Linked DNA regions of Oryctolagus cuniculus: region 2 is linked to region 1. A link is a contact called in public Micro-C data. All regions are on one chromosome and are shown on one strand. Each heading gives the region's core, a stretch centred on a gene start, on an enhancer-like site or on the middle of the called end of the contact. The rest is flanking DNA. Distances are from core to core; before and after follow the strand shown.

Region 1 (7,492 bases), core at 4,111-6,610:
GCAGAGTGCCCGCCAGGCCCTGGAAAGCAGCCCCCGAGAGGTGTTCAAGGGCATTATGGGACAGGTCGAGCTCCTCCAGGACAGGCAAGTGCTGGAAGGCTCCAGCTGGCACCGATATCAGCTTGTTGGCATCCAGGTAGAGCTTGCGGGTGTCGTTGGGGATGCCGGTGGGCATAGCACTCAGGCCTGCCTGGCTGCAGCGGAACGTCCGCTCACCGGCTTCTTCTGCCACATAGCAGCCCTGAGGACGTACCTGGGGGCTGGGCATGGTACCCCCTGCACATGGCAGCAGCAGGAGGGACAGGAGACAACTGGTTGATGGGAGCATGGCCACAGATTGGCATAGTCCTGGAGTGGACTGGGACCTAGGGGAGAAAAGACCAGGTAAAGGAAAAGCTAACACTCCATTCCAAGAGAACTCCATTCCCCACTGCCAGCTCTCTCCTGCAGGCCCTCTGTGGGGTCTCTTGGGCCTGGGCCCCTCCTCCGGGGACTGAATCAGGTGTGGGTCTCTCAATCTAGGGTTTCTCAGTAGAGTGTTTTGAGTAAAGGATCCCTCAGGCTTGGGACTCTCTTAGGGCCTAATGATTCTAGATGGTTAACTTCCAAAGTTTCTTGGCCCAATGCCCCATTGCTCATTCCTGCCTTGGGGTCTCTAAGTATCTGTCTCTGTCCATGTATTTATTTCCCTCACTGAAATGAAGTATTTTCCTTCCTACCTACCTACCTGGGTGGCGTCCAGCTGGGCCAGGGGGGCACCTGAGGGTCTGGCTGGTACTATTAAGAAGACAAGGAAGACAGATCAGCCACAGGACTTTGAGTCATCCATCTAGACCAGATGCCTGGGTAAGAGGTACCTCTGGCCCCACCTGCTAAGCCCATCACCCCCTTCTTAGTAGTACCCACCCTTCTGCCTGTCCCAGCTCTGTCCTCTTTGCCCTGTGTGCCCCCCACTTCTCCCTCCTCTTCCCAGTCTCTCACCCCTGTTGCTGGCAGAGCCTTCTGAGTTGTTGCCCTCTCCCCAGAAGTAGCCGCCCTGCCGCTTAGCTCTGGAGACCCCCTTCCTCTTCCAGAAGCCCTGTTTGTTCGTAGTTGCTGATGTTGGGGGCTGGGGCCAGAGAGTGTTGGGTTTCCTGGCATGTGACTCTGGGCCCCAGGTGTCGGATACCTGAGCCATGGCTGACCAGGTGATGCCAAGAAAGGGCAGATCCTGGACCCTGATAAACTCTGCCACTGGGAGATCAGACCCCAACCCCATTCCCTGCCTTTGAGCTCCCCTCCCAAGACTTCATGTTGCCGTCTTCCATCACCTCTCACCCCGCAAGGCTGAGACTCTGTCTCTAAGAAGCTTTCTTTCTTGCCCAGAGCCTGGCTGGGCAGTAGGATCCCTGCTTGGCAGGCCTAGTGGGCAGAACTGGGTGGGCCCCATCTCACATCCATTGCCTCCAGAAACATGTATCCCTCAACACCATCTCTCCCCCTACTCTCCTCTGTCCTGCCTCCCTGTCCTGTGACACCCTCATCCCTTGGGAGAAAACTTTCCCCAGTCTTTTTCTTGGAACATTTTCTTCTGTAGAGAGCCTTATCTCCTGGCTCAGCCCAGCACGCTGGCCCGCCAGGGGGCGCTGTGGTTCAATTTTGGTTTGTATTCTGTGTGGTTGGTGGACGGTGACTCTAGGAGTTGAAAGGATTTCTTTAAAAGACTGACAAAACCCTGAGTTTTTTTTTTTTTTTTTTTCTGTTGATTTTTGTTCTGGATCAGGACAGACCCTGATTCTCTCTCCGTTTTGGGGGCCCTGGGCTTCCAGGTAGGTGCTTGGAACTCCTCTTCGTGCCTTGGAACTGAAGAGGGCTTGGATGAGTTATTTCTCAGGGCCTCATTTGCAGCCCATGCCACCTCAACACACCATCCTCTCCTAATGTCCACTGTGTGGTGGGAAGAAGGGTTTGAAGCCAGAAGGTCCATTTTAAAAATATTTATTTATTTCGAAAGGCAGAGAATAGAGGGGGGTAGTGATAGAGAACGAGAGAGAGAGAGAGAGAGAGAGGGAGAGAGAGAGAGAGATTTAGATGCTGGTTCACTCCCCAAATGGCTGCCTGCAAAGGCCAGGGCTGCGCCAGGCAGAAGCCAGGAGCCAGAAACTCTCCATCAGGGTCTCCATATGGGTGGTAGGGACCCAAGTACTTTGGCTATCTCTGCTACTTTCCCAGGTGCATTAGAAGGGAGACTGATCGGAAGCAGAGCAGCGAGGACTCGAATTGATGTTCTGCTGTGGAATGCCAGCATTGCAAACAGCAGCTCAACCTGCTGGGCCACAGTCCAGTCCTCCACGTTCTGTGTGTGACTTTGGGCACATCACCTCACCCCTCTGAGCCCCGTGTCTGCCTTTGGACATGAGAACACTGCTGCAGGGTGCAGAGGGTCTGCTAGGGTTGGGCGAATGTGAAGGTCCTTTGTGGGGTGCTCAGCAAATACTAGTTGTTACTGCATTACTGTCTTCCAGAACATGGCCTTCCTCCATGATTTTAGCACCCAGGTCAGGGTTTTCCCACCTACTTCATCTCCTGTGACTGCAGGGGCATGGGTGACAAGGGTCACTGTTGTGATGAGGTCATTTCATCAGGGGTAGGGAATCTTTTTACTGTCAAGGACCATTTAGATATTTATAATATTATTCATGGGCTATACAAAATTATCAGCTTAAAAAATTAGCCCTCTATAGATTTACTGAAATTGAAACCAGCCTGTGGTTGCCTTGGCAGGGCCAGATCAAATAATTTTGCAGGCCTTATACGTCCTGCAGGCCAGACATTCCCCTTCCCCCGTAGCTGGTTCTCTGTAAGTCCCTCGACTCGCAGGTCTACACATCAGCTGCCTTGGCCACCCTACAGCTTTTCCTCCTGTGGTGCCATTATCCCCATACCACCTCCAGCTCGGATTTAGAGCCTTAGCTGGTGACAGAGCTCCAGGGAATGGACCATCTAGTTTGATCCTCTTAAATTATAGGCAGATAAACTAGGGCTAAGAGTGTGAGCAGAGTTACACAGTGAACCAGTGGCCCAGTTTTCTCATTCCTTCTCCAACCACCTCCCATTCCCATCTGCAGCTCTCTTGCCCCTATGCCACCCCTGAGCCCTTGCCTATAACCTCCAACAGTGTCCACGGCCGTGTGTGGACTCCCTGGGTCACTCCTCCTAGGTCAGATGGGTGGGAGGGAACCGCAGAGACTGGGGAGGAGAGATCTGCTTGCAGGAAGATGAGGTCAGGTGCTATGCAGGCCTTTCTGAGAAGAAAATCCTGGCTGGATTTTGTACAAGATTATAGGCTAGCAGGACTGGACATGTAATTGCTGGGCCCAGTGCAAAAGAAAATGTGGGGCCTTTTGTGCAAAAACTGTTAAGAATTCCAAGGCAGCGGTAGCAGAGGGTAAAACCAAGTGCAGGGCCCTCGTGATCAGGGGGCTGGGGCCCAGGGCGAGCGCACAGCTGTGCACTTGTGAAGCCTGGCCTGTCGGTTACCTTTGAACAAGCAGTTTCAGAAGCACATGGTAGGGGACCAGATGATATCAGCTCTGGGCATGTACTCACCCCTGACTCATTCCTCTGATGTCAGCAGGGGCATTTCTCAGACTCACATTTGTCCAAAGAATCAGATAAGATTCATTTTCTACATGTGGGCAGGAGAAGCAAAAATTTTCTCTGTGCATTGCTAATTAGTTAGGCCAGGCACTCTGCTGCTGCATGCTTGGGTGTCCATTTTAGGGTGACGGTGGGCTGTGGGGGTAGAAGGCTTGGGACGTCTCTACCTCCTGATGTTCTCTCACACTGGTCAGGCGGTTTAGCTGAGGCCCATGGGCTGAGCCTGGCTATCAAGAGAGAGAGTTATCTCCTTCTCAGCCTAGGGCAGCTGCCAGCGAAGAGTGGGACTGGGCTATTCAGTCCAGCAGCTGGAGAAGCAGGCAGTGTGGGCACACAGGAGAGTCCAGCTGGGCTGCAGATGTGGATAACTAACAGAAGTTACGTGCAGGGCTCGGTAAAGAAGTGAGATTTGAAGAAGGGAAGGACCACAGTTAGGACAGTACACACCTCACTCTTCTCTGCCGTTCGTTCATTCAGTAGGGATTCCTGCCAGCCCTAGAGGGTTCTTCTAAAAGTTCACAGAAGAATGGAATTAGAGGGTAAGTTTGTGAGGTGGACGTTTAGCTTAGAGGTTGAGGTATTGGTTACGCTGCCCACGTCCCACACCAAAATACCTGGGTTCAATTCCTGGCTCTGGAACCTGCTAATGTGGTCCCTGAGAGGCAGCTGTGATGGCTCATGTTCCTGCCACCCTCGTGGAGGCCTGAATTGTGTTGCTGACTCCTGGCTTTGACCCTGCCCAACCCTGGACATTTTTGGCAATTGAGGAATGAACCAGCACATGGGAACCCTCTTTCTGTCTCTCTGTCACCTCTCAAATTAAAAAAAAATTAAAAGATAAGTTTATTTTGGTGCAAAAACATTTTTAAGAGGTTTGTTTGTTTGTTTATTTTCGAAAGGCAGAGTGCCAGAGAGACAGAGGGAAACAGAGCGATCTGTCTGCTGGTTCACTCAAATGCCCACAATAGCTGGGGCTTGGCTGGGCCAAAGCCAGGAGCCGGAAACTCCATCTGGGTCTCCCTCAGGGGTAGTGGGAACCCATGTACTTGGGCTATCATCTGATGTTTCCCAGGTGCATTAGCAGGAAGCTGGGTCAGAAATGAAGGAGCCAGGACTTGAACTGGCACTCTAATGCAGATTGTGGGCATCTGGAGAATCGGTTTAACCACACTGCACCACAACCCCTCCCCTAGGGGTTCTTAAGGCACTGGATGTGAAGCAGTGGTTTCCAAAACTCAGCCTGCACATTAGAATCACTTGGGGAGCTTTTAAAAATTAGTTATGCTGGGACTCCATTTGGACCAATTAAATTAAAATCACTATGGATGAGCTCGAGGCACTTTTATCTTTCTAGAGCTCCCTAGGTATTTGTAATGTGCAGCCAGAGATGAGAACTGTCAGTGTAGAGGGAAACATAGACATGTCTCCACATGTCCCCACAACACATTAATGTGGTGTCTTCCATAGCTGGAGTGCGTACAAGCAGCTATGACGCACACAGCATATACATATATAAGGTGGCAGAACCTGCTGGCTGCCTGCTTGAAAGCACTCAGCAGTTTGGGAGTAACAGTGTATTCAGCCCCTGAGGACTGAGCCTGATTCACCCTTCAACCCATAAAGTATCGTGGTGCCCACTTGTCCAGCCTCCTCTGCAGCTGGAGGTGGCCCAGGTGTGATGTGACGGCTAAGTGAGACTCTGCTGCTGACGTTTCTGGGACAGCCTGATTTTTGTCATGAGAGGATGGGGCTGGGCTCTGCTCTTTTCTCTCCCACTTTCTTCCTGCTTTGGACACAGTGAACTCCAGCTTTCTTGTGATAATGAGGCAGAAAAGCAGAAAAGAAAATCAAGAGTATTGCTAAGTGTCAGGCATTTGGCACAGCATTTAGGATGCTGCCTACCATGTTGGGGGGCCTGGATTTGAGTCCCAGCTCTGCTCCCAGTTCCAGCTTCCTGCTGGTGTGCATCTTGGAAGGTAGTAGGTTGTGACTCAAGAGGTTGGGTCCCTGCCATGCACTTTGGATTCAGTTCCTGGCTCACCGACCTGTGGAGGATGAACCAGTGGGTAGGAGCTCTCTCTGTCTCTCTGCCTCCCAAATAAGGAGAGTAAATGGAAGTTTTAAAAAGTATCACGGAGATGTTGGCCTGGACATCACTGATCTATTCGACCAGCACCAGCAAGCGCCCACCTCTAGGTTCATTAGGTAAGAAAGACAAACCCCTGCTTCTGTGCTCTCCCCTTGGCTGCACATTAGATTACAGGAGGCTTTGAAACTCCTGGTGCCTGGGCTCACCCACAGAGATTCTGATTGCGTTGATCTGGCATGCGTCCAGGGATGGGGATTTTGAAAAGCTCCTTAGGTGATTCTAATGGCAACCCAGTGTCAGAATCATTACTTGGGTTTTCTGTTGCTTTCAACTGAGAGCATTCTTAACTGGTGTGCCAACTCACCGGGGCTGTGAGAGAAGGCTTCGCTAAGAAGTGTCATTTCAAGGCCTCCAAGGCTGGGTTCCTCAGGTGAGGAAGCAGTGTGTGTACAGGAGCGGGTGGCGTGCAAGGCTTGGCTTCCCGACCACTGAGTGGATGGAGGGGAACTCTTCCTCCCTGGTGCTGGAAACCCGCATGTTCAGCCTGGACAGGGGCCAACTGAGAGGAAGGAGGAGGGGTAGGTCATCTGGGGGCCCATCTAACGCCAGGCTACTGGGCAGTTTAGGGAGGAGGGACAGCAAAGGCCTCTGCTTTGTCGTCCTTTGTGGAAAAGGACAAAGTGTGTATGCATCTTGCATTCCCATCCTTGGACATGCGCTGTGGTTTGTTCAACATACACCTGAGCACCTATTGTGTAGCATCGGGGATGCACAGAATTAAACAGGCAGAGTGGACAGTGAGAGAGAGAGAGACAGAAATCCTCCCCTGCCGTTGGTTCACCCTCCAATGGCCGCCGCACCGCGCTGATCCGATGGCAGGAGCCAGGTACTTATCCTGGTCTCCCATGGGGTGCAGGGCCCAAGTACCCGGGCCATCCTCCACTGCACTCCCTGGCCACAGCAGAGAGCTGGCCTGGAAGAGGGGCAACCGGGACAGAATCCGGCGCCCCGACCGGGACCAGAATCCGGGGTGCCGGTGCCACAAGGCGGAGGATTATCCTAGTGAGCCGCAGCGCCAGCCGAGAATTAAACATTCTGCCCACAGGGGAGAAGGGCTAGTGTGCCCATAAACACAGCCACCGGCGGCGAGCACAGGGGTGGCTCCTGCTGAGTTGTCACAGTGGTCAGCGAAGCCCAGAGGATAAAGCAGTGGTCACTACCCAGCTACTGGAGATAGTGTCACAGAGAGGGTAGCAGGTGAGCTAGGATTTGGGGGTGAATAGGAGTCCACCACATGGAAAAGGGGAGGAGGGAAAATGCTGTAGACTGAGATAAGAGCAAGACAGAGCAAGTTGTTTTCCGGCAAAGGTGAGAAGCTCTGTGTGGCTGCAGTCCGGAAGACCGGCTTCAGTTACACACTCCAGCTCGTATTTGTTGGGAATCCACTCAGTGCTGGAGATGCAAAGGTGGGTAAGACATGGAAGAAGCCCCTAGTGGGGGAGTTTATACACATAAACCCTGGAACACAGCAAACAATAACATTTGCTGTGATTGTGATTAAGGAGGAACTGGCCCTACACAGGGGAAGAAGGTGGTCTGGGGGCAGTAGCCACTCCACATTTCTAGGGGGGCGGGGCCTGCTGGAAGTAAGAACTCAACTGTGGAGCTGACATGGTGCAGTCAGTTAAGCTACCAGTTGAAAAGCTCTAATCCAGCTCCCATTACTGCACCTGGGAGGGCAGCAGATGGCCTGCGTGTGTGAGA
Region 2 (7,244 bases), core at 971-3,470, 180 kb after region 1:
GGATCAACACACAGCACACAACGTCCCCTTACCCTTAGTCACTGCTCTGCCCTCCCACCCCCCAACAGAAATTCACCCTGACATTTTCATCTGAGATCTCAACATCCACTTTGGGAAACTCAGGGTGCAGTCAGTCACTGAACTTAGCCACATCTAAATATAGTCTTTAGCTACTTGGAGGCCTAAACCTATGATGTTGGCAGGAAACAGCATTGGATGGGGCAGCTCTCTCCCAGTGCTGTTACCCTACGTTCTCGCTCAGTGTTTGAGAAGGCTCTGAGGGATGGTCTGGTCTTCTGCTCGGCCTCGTCTAGAGCACGCTCCATTGTCTCTCTTCGGTGCAAGAGGAAGTGTTTCTGAAGCTTGGGATGAGCCAAGCACTGGGTTGGCGGCAGCTTCCCCTGGCTTGTGTGCGCAGCACGGCCCCACTCCCGACTGCACCACCAGGCTGCTTCCAGGAACTCCAGCAGGCTTTGCAGCCCCTCTACCCTAAGGACGGGAAAGAGGAAGGGCAGAGCAGCCTGCCTTTATCGCTGAACATCAAATACATTCCCACACAGCCTCCAGGCGCTGGCTTTCAGCCTTGGAGAAAGTGGTGCACTGCCTTCCCCCTTCCACTCCCTCCTCAAAGCAGCAGCAGCCCAGAAAGAAACGGGAGGCGGGGAGACCCTGATGGCGGTGAGCTGAGCCCTGGAGACTCCCATCAGGCCTGATGGGCTTCCTTCCTGCCAGAGGGTGGCTCCCTTTCCCGGTTCTTGGGAACAGTCTGATGCTTTAGAGGGTGGTAGGCCTGATAGGGGAGGCCACGGCTGCACCTCCACTCCTCCCCGACCCCATCACCCAGCAGGCAGGGTGGGGAACGACCTGGCTCCCTTCCCTCACTTCCATCCCTAGATGAAGAGTGGAGGTGAGCACCCAGGGAAGGCCAGGCGCGCTGGCCTGAAGGGCTGTGGAGGGGCAAGTGGAGAGGCACACTGGCTGTGGCACATTCCCGGTCAGACGGTTGTTTGCATAAAAGCCAAAAGCCACTGCACCTGGGGTGGGGAGGCCCTCTGGGGAGGTACTCCCTGGCCATGGGGGAGAGGGGGAAGGAAGGTGTCATGGAAAGTCCCCGAAGGACACGGGGTGTTGAGTTTGCCGCGGTTTTGTTTTTAACTCTGTCTTGACCTGTGAAGTAGGCAGCTGCCTCCCTCCCCCCCAAATAACAGACCTGCCCCCAGAATAGCATGCACACAGCCAAGGAAAGACCATGCAGGGGAAAGAATGGAGGTTACAGGGCTTGTGGGTGAGAGGCCTGCCACCCCACCCCACCCCACCCCACCCCACCCCACCTCACCCCACCCCTGCCTTCCCCAGGAGTGAGCAGGCAGGAAGCCCCAGAACAGCCTCTTCCCATCACCTCACCTACCCGGCAGCCCCCAGGGCCCCCTGGCCCAGAAGATCTGCCTCGTCAAATAAACCACAGTCCTGGGGGCGGCTGGTGGATGGGAATGGGGCAGAGGCCACCTCCTCCCCCAGGCTCGTCCTGCCACCAGCCCAGTTGACATCCCACTCCCCCCCCCCTCCAGTGACATTCTCAGTACCACCCTCCCTCTCACCCCTGGGGAGCTGTGTGTGTGTGTGTGTGTGCGCGCGGGGGGACAGCAGGAGGGTCCTGTGACCCCAAGCTCTGAAGTCTCAGCGTGGCCAGCTTGGGTCAGACTCCCGCCAGAATGGGAGCCCTGGGTTCCAGTCCCAGCCTTGCCGCTCTGCAGTCAGGGAGCCCACAGCTCCTAACGGCTGGGCCTCTAAGCCTGGCCTCAGCCCGCTGCTGGGCGGCCTCCAGATGGGCCCCCAAACTCCAGAAACAAGACCAGGGATGGAGCAGATCCAACCCCTTCCCTCTCGCTTCTCCTGGCCACCGGGCTGCAGAGAGCGAGTGACCGCCGGCGGTTCCCCAGAGGTCACTTTCTTCACTGTTATATGAAATCCAATCCCGGCGCCGGCGAGGGGCGAAGGAGAGGCGACAGCTCCTACCCCCTCATCTGTGGAACCGGGGTGGGGGACACTCTGAATAGCGGCCCCGCGGCTGGATCCGAACCCCCGCCTCTCCTCGCGCCCTCCGGTTAGTCCTGCGCGGATCCAGACCCCGCCCGGATTCCCAGCCTGGGACGCCGAGAGGAAAGCGCGCGGCCGCCCCGGGGGAAGGGTGCGGGCGGCGAGGTGGGAGCGGAGCGGGTGTGAGGGGAGGGGCGGCTGCACTTCTGAGAAACAGCTCGGCTCTGCGCAGCCCGCAGCCTAACCCCCGCCTGCGGCTTCACAGCTCGCTCCTCCTGCCGCCCACGCCGCTCGGGGCCTCTCCGGGGGTCGGCAGCCCCCGCGGGGGCGCTGGCGGCGGCGGCGGCGGTAGCTCCGGGGACAGCGGAGTGGAACCACGGCGGGTGGGGGTGGAAAACGGAGGAAGGCGTGGGTCGCGTGACACCCGCGAGTTAAAAGCTATCCCTCAGTCGGGGTCCCGAGCCCGCGTGTCCCCTGCAGCCCCCCCCCCCCCGGGGGGGCCCTCCCATCACAGCCCGAGCGGCATCCAGAAGTGAAACTGCCAGGGTCACAGCCCAGCGCCGCCGCTGCGCCCCGCCCCGCCCTTCCGGGCACTGCAGCCGGGCAGGATCTCCCGGCGCTCGGGCGACGGCCGGGGAGGAAACGGGGGAGGGAAGGAAGTGCCCCACGGGCAGCCTGCTTGCACGCGCCCGCTCTCCCGGGGTGCCCTCCCGGAACCACGAGTGGGAACCGCGTGAGGCTCCCGCACTTCCCACGACGGCCGCTGGGTGTCGCTGCAGCCGCGCGGCTGAGCCGGCCCGGTGCCGTCCACGTCCGGGGCTCGGTGACACAGGGAGCTGGAGCCCCCTGACTACGACCACACGCGGGCCCCGCCTGGCCGTCGCGCCTGGATGCCACGCGAGGCTTGAAGGCCTTGCCCACAGATCGCAACACCGACCCCTACTGAAGACCAGGCTGACCCCCGTGGTGATGGGCTCGCCGCCGGAGACCCTGCTGAGCCGAGGCGCGCCCCCTGGCGAGGCAGACAGGTGGCCCTGTGGAGTCTTGCGCCGCCGGTGGCACCTCCATGCTGCCTGGGCTGAGGAGGGGCATGCGCACGTGTCCAGAACGGCCGGCCTTGGGGATGGGTTCCCGGGGCTTCCTCATCACTCCTACTCCAGCTTTGCCCAAAAGCCAAGCTCCAAGACCTTGGGGCAAGGTGGCTTGCTGGGAAGGGGGAGCTCAAGGTGGGGAGCCTGTATGGGGACTGATGGAGGGCCCAGGCTGGGAGAGAGAGGAGGTCGCTGGACTCCTTTGGAAGATTGTTGTGGCTCCCAGCGGGAACGCCTGCTTCCACGTGTCCTGGAGGATCTGACTCAGGGCACAGGAATTGGCAGGTAAATGCCAGTGAACTTGCCCTTGGGCCGCAGGTATGGGGGGTGCAGGAGCCGGTTACGCTTCCCCTTAGGTCCCAAGGTTACAGGGTCCCTGCCCCCATACAAGATCTTATTGGCATTCAGTGGTGCCCTAAAGGGGTGGCTTTATCCCCTCATCTCCCACAGCCTTCTCCAAAGCACCCCAAGAGAGACTGATCCAAGTTTAAGAGCAAACCGGGCCACAAAAACGCAGCTTCAGGGGCCAGCGTGAGTCTCAGCAGTTTGGCTGATGCGTGGGACGCCCATGCCCACATCTAAGTGCCTGGGTTTGAGGACCTGGCCCACTCCACATTCCAGCTTCCTGCTAAGGCACCCCTGGGAGGCAGCAGGTGGCCTGCGCTCTGGGCTCCTGGCTTCAGCCTGGCCCAGTCCTGGCTGTTGGAGGCATTTGGGGAATGAACCAGTGGCTGGGAGACGGTTATTTCTCTGCCTTTCAGCCAAACTGCTTCGCCCAGGGCCCTGGAGAAAAAACACCGCCATAGTGCCCCTCTTTGTGGTGGATGGCAGCTCTGCAAGGGGGCACGAGAGGCCATCGTAGCTCGGCCCAGACTCCACTAGGCTCAGGAGGAGCATAGCCCTACTCAGCCCGGACGGTGCCCGCACTTCCCAGCGCCGCTGCCTGCCCGGGGAGCTTCTGGGGCACCTGCTTCCCTGCTGGCAGCACTCAGCTCGCCTAAGATCCAGCCCCCCTTTCCCTCCTCGCCAGCTCCCTGCCTCAGCTGGAAGCCCCCAGTCCTTGTCCCAGGTTGCCACTGCACACCCCTCCCCAACCCCAAAGCTGAGGTTCCGCCAACAGCACCGGACAGGAAAGCGGTTTGTGCAGACGCCTGCCTCTCGGCTCTGGGCCGCCTTTTCCGTCTGCTCTCTGGATACACCAAAAGGCTGTGCCCCCCACCCCCCCGAAGCAGTTCTTCCCACAACCTGCACCAGGGGCTGACACAGGGCTCCGGGAGGACTTAGAAGACTGCTTGGGGGACTAGTGCTGTGATATAGCAGGTAAAGATGCTGTCTGCAGTGCCGGCATCACATGTGGGTGCTGGTTCAAGTCCCGGCTGCACCACTTCTGACCCAGCTCTCTGCTGTGGCCTGAGAAAGCAGTAGAAGATGGCCCAAGTCCTTGGGCCCCTGCACCCACGTGGGAGACCTGGAAGAAGCTCCTGGCTCCTGGCTTTGGATCGGCGCAGCTCCAGCCATCGTGGCCATCTGGGGAGTGAAGCAGTGGATGGAAGACACACACACACACACACACACACACACACACACACACACACCCGCCGCTGCCTCTGCCTCTCTGCGACTCTGCCTTCAAATAAATAAATAAATCTTTAAAAAAAAATCTCTCTTGGCTGGCGCCGCAGCTCAGTAGGCTAATCCTCTGCCTGCGGCGCCGGCACACCGGGTTCTAGTCCCGGTCGGGGTGCCAGATTCTGTCCCGGTTGCCCCTCTTCCAGGCCAGCTCTCTGCTGTGGCCCGGGAGTGCAGTGGAGGATGGCCCAAGTGCTTGGGCCCTGCACCTGCATGGGAGACCAGGAGAAGCACCTGGCTCCTGGCTTCGGATCAGCGCAGTGCGCCTGCCACAGCAGCCATTGGAGGGTGAACCAACAGCAAAGGAAGACCTTTCTCTCTGTCTCTCTCTCTCTCTCACTGTCCACTCTGCCTGTCAAAAAAAAAAAAAAAATCTCTCTTGATCTCTCTCTTACCCTCTCCTCCCTCTTTTCCTTCTTTGCCCTTTCCCTCCATTCTGTCGGGTTTCCCTACCAATAAACCCTTCCCCTTACTCCCGTGTTTGGTGTGTTTTGTGGCCGCCTCACATTGGTGCCGTAACTCGGATCCAGGCTCTCCCTTCGGGGATCTCTGAGCTGCTCTGGGGTCCTGGATTTCTGCCAGTCACAAACACAACCCAGAACTCCTTCCACACCACCGAACGCTCCGTGATCTCCATCCACACACCAGCCTTCCAAATTCTGTGTGTTTACAGGAGGTGATAATGGAATGAACCAAGACCTTCACCAGCCAGGCGGTCAACCAAATGCTGCTACAGGGATATGCTGGGCTCGCCACCCAGGAGACAGCGGCTTGACATCGCCCCATGTCAGCAGAAAGTAGCTCTAAAGACAGAGCATCGTCCGTCTACCCCTGCTGGACTTTTTGGGCTAATGTAGTCCCATACAACTCTCGCTTTATTAAAAAAAATAAAGGGGGGGTGTTAGTAAAATGGTGCAGTCTTATCTATAGTGCGATCTACACCCTGGACACCATCCTAGGCTCTAGCCCCGGCTGCGATGGCGGGAAGCCAGGTGACCCCATGGCCCAACCACCGATGTCAGCTCCACCCCCACCCTAATGGGATTCCCTGCTCCTACTTCCCTGTCTGCCCCCAGCACAGGTTTAAGAGGGCCTGTTCCTGAACACGTGGCTCTCTCGATGTCTCTGTCTCTTGGTCTCTCCCTCTCTTGCCCTCTCTCTCGTTCTCTCTCTTAGCTCTCCTTCTCCTTCTTTTCCTTCTTTGCCCCTTCCCTCCAGTCTGTTGGGTTTCCCCACCAATAAACCCTTTCAGAGAGAGAGAGAGAGAGAGAGAGAGAGAGAGAGAGAGAGGAAGAAAGAAAGAAGGAAGAAAGAAAAAGAGAGGAAGAAAGAGAGAGAGAGAAAGAAAAGAAAAGAGAAAGAAAACTGCGTGGCTGCATGACTTGGAAGGCAGGGCCCTTCCGGCTGGCCTTGGCTCCCCTGCCTGTGTCCGGACCTTCTTCCTCCACCCCTCCTCAGGGTGCTTGGCACTGGGCCATGAGGAAGGAACCCCGCGGGGGTGCTGGCCTCGGATTGCACCCTCAGGAAGCCTTCCCTTGGTGAACTGGTTGCCGCACGTCTGGGGAGCAGAGAGCGCGCACTGGCCAGCACCTTGTCTGGCTGTTCCACCAGGGAGGGGGGCCCAGGCTCATGCCACCCTGATTTCAGAGTGTGGAAAGTTGAATCACAGCCCCAGGCTTTCACACTGGAGCAGGCAGGGAGGCCAGCCTGTGGCCGCGCCCTCCACAGGACACAAATGCTACAGGCCCGCCTTGCTGTCAAGAGCCACAGTGTGTCCTGGCCAGGCTCCCCCGGCCATGCCAGCATTGGAGGCCCTGCTGGCCACGTAAGGCCAGCTCCCTGGGCACAAGCCCATATCCCCCTCTCTCTCTGCCTGGATCCTCCTCAGTGTGGAAGGATTATGGGAAATGTCCTTTTTTTTTTTTAAGCCTTTTTCTGATTTCTGAAATGTTCTTTAATAAGCATGTGTGATTTTTTTTTTTTTTTACAATAGAACCCAATAGCTGGCGCCGCGGCTCACTAGGCTAATCCTCCACCTAGCGGCGCCGGCACACCGGGTTCTAGTCCCGGTCGGGGTGCCAGATTCTGTCCTGGTTGCCCTTCTTTCCAGGCCAGCTCTCTGCTGTGGCCAGGGAGTGCAGTGGAGGATGGCCCAAGTGCCTGGGCCCTGCACCCCATGGGAGACCAGGAAAAGCACCTGGCTCCTGCCTTTGGATCAGCATGGTGCACTGGCCGCAGCACGCCAGCCGCAGCAGCCATTGGAGGGTGAACCAACAGCAAAGGAAGACCTTTCTCTCTGTCTCTCTCTCCCACTGTCCACTCTGCCTGTCAAAAAAAAAAAAAAAAAAGAACCCAATAAATTAACATTGAAAAGATGATACCCGGGGGCCCGGCACTGCCTTGTTCACCAGAGAAGCCCTTTCTCAGAACCACGAGCCTCCGTGCTGGAAGTCATACTGCCATCTCTTTGGAGGTAGATCGGCACCC

Evidence for each region. Hi-C and Micro-C count contacts between places; a contact is called where the count stands out from the background.
Region 2: a contact with region 1 is called in a Micro-C map of ear pinna, with 7 times the contacts expected there. The contact joins two enhancer-like sites. A contact is called at or near these places in 3 of 6 Hi-C or Micro-C datasets (ear pinna, skin fibroblasts and an unstated tissue).

What each region holds. Positions count from the first base shown.
Region 1 is chr17:22,459,606-22,467,097 of mOryCun1.1, forward strand. It overlaps LRRC3C (leucine rich repeat containing 3C), which reads right to left. Exons shown (of 5, transcript XM_017349189.3): 3 at 4,087-7,492; 4 at 728-777; 5 at 1-365. The coding sequence starts at 328. Among named protein-coding and RNA genes, the nearest start is that of LRRC3C, 12 kb to the right of the region's middle. Within about 2 kb of position 5,361, at least 1 of the 8 cell types and tissues checked has an H3K27ac peak or open chromatin away from gene starts, as enhancers often do. A contact at or near this core is called in ear pinna, where this site is marked.
Region 2 is chr17:22,643,136-22,650,379 of mOryCun1.1, forward strand. No RefSeq gene overlaps it. Among named protein-coding and RNA genes, the nearest start is that of GRB7, 15 kb to the right of the region's middle. Within about 2 kb of position 2,221, at least 4 of the 8 cell types and tissues checked have an H3K27ac peak or open chromatin away from gene starts, as enhancers often do. A contact at or near this core is called in ear pinna, where this site is marked.